Linked DNA regions of Sus scrofa: region 2 is linked to region 1. The links are chromatin contacts, called in public HiChIP or PLAC-seq maps. All regions are on one chromosome and are shown on one strand. The core of a region is the stretch at or near the end of the contact, and the rest is flanking DNA. Distances in the headings are between cores, read along the strand shown.

The links. HiChIP or PLAC-seq counts read pairs in DNA pulled down with a chosen protein or histone mark.
Region 2: an H3K27ac HiChIP or PLAC-seq map of alveolar macrophages shows a contact between it and region 1. The contact joins two enhancer-like sites. A contact is called at or near these places in 1 of 47 Hi-C or Micro-C datasets (fetal heart ventricle) and 1 of 2 datasets of contacts at active chromatin or transcription factors (alveolar macrophages).

What each region holds. Positions count from the first base shown.
Region 1 is chr1:261,425,414-261,428,717 of Sscrofa11.1, forward strand. It overlaps the pseudogene LOC110259667. Among named protein-coding and RNA genes, the nearest start is that of STOM, 19 kb to the left of the region's middle. Within about 2 kb of position 1,503, at least 4 of the 83 cell types and tissues checked have an H3K27ac peak or open chromatin away from gene starts, as enhancers often do. A contact at or near this core is called in alveolar macrophages, where this site is marked.
Region 2 is chr1:261,619,954-261,623,051 of Sscrofa11.1, forward strand. No RefSeq gene overlaps it. Among named protein-coding and RNA genes, the nearest start is that of GGTA1P, 34 kb to the left of the region's middle. Within about 2 kb of position 1,833, at least 28 of the 83 cell types and tissues checked have an H3K27ac peak or open chromatin away from gene starts, as enhancers often do. A contact at or near this core is called in alveolar macrophages, where this site is marked.

The sequences.
Region 1 (3,304 bases), core at 253-2,752:
AGTAGCAGCCCATCCTTGAATCATGGCAGTCAAAAACGTCTCCAGGTATTGCCAAATGCCTGTCCCCAAGGTGAGGCAGGGAAGGAAATTGCCTCGGGTTTGAGAAACATTGGATAAGTGTTACCTGTTGTGCAAACCTTGCTTGAGGAAACTGTAACTTATCGAGAGAGAGAACTGAGAAGTCATCTCATGCTTTCTCTCGTTGCTTGTCTGGTAATTCAAATTTAACATTTTATTTAAATCGTTAAAAATTTTGTAAAAGTAAAACAAATAGCAATCCTAGAATCACTATCCATCATTCACTGTGAAATATACAGTTCACTTCACACTTTCTACATCTAGATATATGTACACACAGACTTAAGTAATATGGGATTGTAAATCAACTATAATAAAAAATTAAAAAAATAAAACAACATCAAGAGAGTAATATGGGAGTTCTCGCTGTGATGCAGCAAGTTAAGGATCTGATGTGGTCTCTGCAGTGGCTCAGGTCATTGTAGAGGTGCTGGGTTTGACCCCTGGCCTGGGAACTTCCATATGCTGTGGGCACAGCCAAAAAAAGTAATATGAATTATTTAATACTGCAAAATGTTTCTCAGCTGTCATGCATAATGGTGCTGAATAGTATGTTAATTAGCGAATGTCACTGGATCCTCCAACTGGAATTCAAAATGAAATAAAAAAAATGGACATCCGATGCTCTGAGAATTTAATACATAAGTATCTATTTCACACAGGCTCTCAGAACGATTTGTCAAACTAATTAATTTGTATTTTCTCTTAGCGAAGTGCTTCTGCTGTTCACATTCTTTCCATAGCAAAGTCTGTCTGACATAAGAGCACAACCCACACACCTACACAGCATTCAGGAACAGTCACCTTTTATTTAGAGGAGAAAGGAGGACAAGAGCAAGAGATGTAGAGAAGCATCTCCCTGGGGCTCAAATGAAGTTAGAGGCACAAAAGGGACATATTTAAAGTTACAGATGGTACTATGCCAGTGCTGAGTGCGGCGACTTGATAAGGATACCCATATGGTCTTTCATGAACTTATTTTCTCTATCTCTCTGATAGGTGGGGCTCTCTTAACTAGTGGGGCCCATGCGCCCAGTTCTAAGGCTGGTACTGGCTTTTATCATTCAGTGTCCACATGCTTAGATGGTCCTCCTGTTTCCCAGTTGGGTACCTGTTCCCACAGCTGTTCCATCATTCTGCCACCAGTTCCAGTTTTCTGTAGGAGTTAATACCATGAGGGAGGGGAGCTAGCACTCTAGCTCCTTTTCTTTTTTTTTAATATTTAAAATTTTTTTATTTTGAAATAATTTTGATTTACAAAAATTTGCAAAGATGGTACAGGCTTGGGTATACTCTTCCCCAAGCTTCCCTGAATGGTAATATCTTCCATAATCCAGCGGCATTTACCAAAACCAAGAAATTGCCGTGAGTGCAACACTGTGAAAACATCACCGCAGACTTTATTTGGATTTCAACAGTTTTTTCGCCAGTTCCCTTTCTCTGTTTCAGGATATTACACTGCATTCAGTAATCATGCTCCCTTGGTCTCCAAGCTGTGACAGTTTTTTCTTTGTCTTCCATGGTCTTGGCGGTTTTGAAGAGTCCTGGTCAGGTAGTTTATAGGCTGTCCTTCAATTTGAGTTTGCCTAATGTTTGGGTTTGCCATGATTACATCAGGAATATGGAGGAAGAAAGTCACAGGGATGAACTGCCTTTTTCATTGTATCCTATCAGGAGTCCATGACAGCAACACGACTTATGACTGGTGACCTTAACCCTGAGTGCTCACTTGGCTAAAGTGGTGTCTCTGGTTTCTCTAGTTACTTGTATCTTTCTTTCCATACCCTGTTTTTTGGAAGAAAGTCACCAAGCCCAGCCAGCACTCCTCTAGGGGTGGGGAATGTATTTTAAAACTGCATTCATGGAGTTCCCATTGTGGCTCAGAGGTAACAAACCTGATTAATATCCATGACGACGCGGGTTGGATCCCTGGCCCTGCTCAGTGGGTTAAGGATCCACTGTGAGCTGTGAGCTGTGGTGTTGGTGGCAGATGCAGCTCGGATCCACATTATTGTGGCTGTGGGTGTGGTGCAGGCCAGCAGCTACAGCTCTGATTCAACCCCTAGCCTGGGAACTTCCATATGCTGGGGGTAGGCCCTTAAAAAGACCAAAAGAACCCCCAAAACATATCTGTATTCTATCATTGCTTATTTAATATCCCTTCTTACTACTCCCCACCTCCCACTTCTGGAAGTCCACTTAGCTCCTGAGCCTTTGGAAGAGTCTGTGATACACATCAACTTAGTTCTTGGCTTTTCCCACTATATTCGAAGTCACTTTTTCTGCATTCCAGTGTCCACAGTTTTATTGCTGTTGTCTCCTTTTCTCTTCTTTCTGGATTTATGAGTTTATGGGTTTTAAAAATATACCTTTACTGTGGTTTTAGTGGAATTTCAGAGGAAGTGAAATTGAATTATTATGTTGAACTTGCCATCTTTATCTGGAAGCCTTGGGGAAAACATTTCTTAATTATTAAAACTGACATTTAATCTGCATTATTTGCCATTTCTTTTTTTGTCATAATTCTACCATTGATATAATCTGTGGAATCATTGAATGCCTTTGTTTTTGGTACTATTGCTATGTTTCATAAAACATTGTGATCAGTCAAAAAACGCAATTCACAGCTAGAGAAATTAGGCTTCTAGTATTGGTTGATGTTATTGGCAGTGGTTATCAAAGGTAAATTAGAGTTAACTGCTGTAAGTGAGGTTTACACAGAGTCTAGAATCTTCCTTTTACATGCCCAGTTATTAAGTTTCAAAAAATAAAGCAGGCTAGGATACCTCAGGAATCAAAATTTGAGTCACTTGTCCAGGAAAAGATCTTTAACTGACTTACACTGGGCAAAGGCAACCATAGCTTAAGTGAGTAGAGGAGGGGAGTTAAAATGTCCGCTGTGGGGGTAGTTCCCTTCGTGGCACAGTGGAAACGAATCTGACTAGGGTCCATAAGGATGTGGGTTCAATCCCTGGCCTCACTTAGTGGGTCGGGGATCCAGCATTGCTATGAGCTGTGGTGTAGGTTGCAGACGCTGCTCTGATCCCACAATTGTTGTGGTTGTGGTGTAGGCCGGCAGCTGCAGCTCCTATTCGACCCCTAGCCTGGAAACTTCCATATGCCATGGGTGTGGCCCTAAAAAGGAAGAAAAAAAAATTCCACTATGGCTTCTTGGCCATTTGTGTAAATGAGGACTGTAGCCTTCTGTATATGTGCTCTCTTTCTC
Region 2 (3,098 bases), core at 583-3,082, 190 kb after region 1:
ACCCTAAGGGGGGGGGTGCTGTAACACCCAGGTTTACATAGCTGGTGAGGGGCAGAGTCAAAACGAGAACCCAGTTCTGTTTAATGCCAAAGCTGGAGCAAAAAAAGGTAGGAGGTCATAGGCGATGGGGTGGGGTGAGAGGGTGGGGCAGAGCCCAGCTCAGAACAGAATTCCAGGGAGTCCTAGCCCTCATAGTGGTTTCCTGATAGTCCCATTCAGTCTGGGAGCTGCAGCCCTGGGTGGGAAGCTGAGGCTTCTCAGCCACACACACTGGACCAGCTCGACAAGCACACATCCTAGAGTTCAACAGATACCACAGTTGATTCTGGGGCCTGTGAACTGGTGGGCTGGGCGCCTTCTCAGCAGTTTCAGGGATCGAACACAGTTATTCAAGCTGGGAGGGGCAGGAGGGGGGAAATGATGTTTTCGGTACGTCCTTGAGGAAAGTTGATTTTTTGGGAAATACATTCTTGCCCCAGAGTTTCACATTGTGTTTCCTGAAACATTAGTTTTCAAAAAGGGGAAAAGGAGGGAGTTCCGTTGTGGCTCAGCTTATTCATGAGGATGCGGGGTTGAGCCCTGGCCTTGCTCAGTGGGTTAAGGTTCTGGCATTGCCAAAGACTGTGGTGTAGGTCACAGATGCAGCTCGGATCTGGTGTAGCTGTGGCTGTGGTGTAGGCTGGCAGCTGCAGCTCCGATTCGATCCCTAGCCTGGGAACTTCCAGGTGTGGCCCTAAAAAGGGTGGGGAGGGCAGATTCTACAGTGAAATAAGTTTGAGAAATGCCACAGCCCATGTCTTCCTTCTTCCTCTTGGATTTAAAGATTCTTTAGTGTATGAAAGTCTCTGATAAGTCCTGTCGCAAAGCAATCTGTTTCATTTTACTTAACCTGGAATTTTCTGAATATACCTGATCAGGGCATTTCTCTCTCACTTTTTGGGGGGGGAGGCAGGGAAACACTCGAGTCATGTGGAACTTTCAGGGCCAGGGATCAAACTCAAGCCACAGCAGTGACAACACAGAATCCTTAAACACTAGGCCACCAGGGAACTCCTAAAATAATTTTTTTGGTACTTTTTTTTGGGGGGGGGATTTTTAGGGCTGCACTCATGGCATATGGAGGTTCCCAGGCTAGGGGTGTAATCGGAGCTACAGCTGCCGGCCTATACCACAGCCACAGCAAAGCAGGATCTGAGCCGCATCTTCAACCTACACCAGAGCTCACAGCAACACTGGCTCCTTAACCCACTGAGTGAGGCCAGGGATTGAACATGCAACCTCATGGTTCCTAGTCAGATTCCTTTCCGCTGCGCCACGATAGGAACTCTGGTACTAATTTTCATTAAGACCTTTTCAAAAATGCTGGAACTGCAAGAATTTGGAGGCACAGTGTTTCTTAAAATTCTCCCTTTTCCTCATTTTCAGCAGAACTAACCTTAATTTTTGACCTGGGAACTGGAAGGAGACAGCATCAAGGCCACTGCACTGCAAGGTTTTAGGGTTGCCACTAGGTTGGAGGCCAGTGGAGGAGCATTCTTAGTGTTTCATGTACTTTCTATGTAAACAGCACCTCCTGGAGTTGTGCAAGGTTGCAGCCCTGGGCAGAATTTATCATCAAAAAGAGCTGTTCTGAGAGAGCCTCCTTGTCTCAGGGGGCTTTGTATATTTTTTGTCCTGCCTGGCAGGGGACATTTTCTAATAGCAGGCACAAGAGAAACCATATTTAGCACTTGCCTCATGAGTCAAAGGAAGTGCAGCCAAGGCCAAACGCCCTCACCCCAGATAAAAGAGGAAGGAGCACGATCTTGGCTCTCAAACCAACAATCGGAAGCAACATTAACAGCGTCTGACACACAGCAGGCCAGGCAAGTCCTGCTGCTCTGACCTTCTCCCCTGACAGCTCTTCCAGGACCTGAAGTCCTGAATGTCAGAGTCATCCTTTATCCCATGCGTGGTTTCCAGGCTGTGAGCCTCTTTGCCCCCAAGAAAGGGGTCACGTTGTTTCTGAAACCCCAAGCGTGATGTTAGTTAAGATGTGGCCCAAAGAATTAATACATGGAATGTTGCAAGAAAAAAGGAGTTGCGTGCTTTCGGAAGCACCCTCGTAACCAGGCAACTCGGCAGCCTCTGAAAAGTCACAGAGGCCAGTACAGAGCTGAGGAACTATGAGGGAGAAAGGCTTTGACGTATCTGTGTGTAGAATCACTATTTATACTCCCCAGGCACGGGAGATTTGGTCAACAATGTGTTAAGGACCAGGCTTACAGGGATGTGCCATGGGGACAGGGAGAAAGTTCTGCCAAGTGTGTGACCACATGGACTCAGATACAAGACAGATAAGAGTTCAGGTCTTGCTCCCCAATTTAGAATGATGCAGCCTTGGGCAAGTGACTGAACCTCCCTGGCTTTGAATTCCTCGTCTGTAAAATAGGAATCATCATAAGAATTGCTACTGCAGGTGGGTTTCATGAGGGTTGAAGGAGATGGTACTCAAGACAAGTGTCCATTAATAGTTTAGCCTTCAAGCCTGGTTGTTGCTGTTTTTTTTTTTTTAATTATGTTTATGGAGATGGAATGGAGGGGTTAGGTAACAGGAAGTGGGAAGTGTCGTGAAAAGTACAGAGGGAAGAGGCCAAACACAGACACATCATGTAGATATTTCTTTTGGGTTGGGTTCCAGACCACTGGAGTAAAACCAGTATCACAGTAAAGCCAAAGTAGCAATAAAGTCACATGAATTTTTGGTTTCCCAGTGCATATAAAAGTTAGGTTACCTTACAGTATAGTGAGCAATAGCATTACGTCTTTGAAAAAAAAAAAAAGTAGGAGTTCCTGTTGTGGCTCAGTGGTTAATGAATCCAACTAGGAACCGTGAGGTTGCGGGTTCGATCCCTGCCCTTGCTCAGTGGGTTAAGGATCTGGCATTGCTGTGAGCTGTGGTGTAGGTTGCAGATGCGGCTCGGATCCCATGTTGCTATGGCTCTGGCGTAGGCCGGCGTCTACAGCTCCGATTAGACCCCTAGCCTGGGAACCTCCATATGCTGTGGGAGGGGCCCTAGAAAAGGCAAAAAGACAAAAAAAAAAGAAATGTAGGAGTT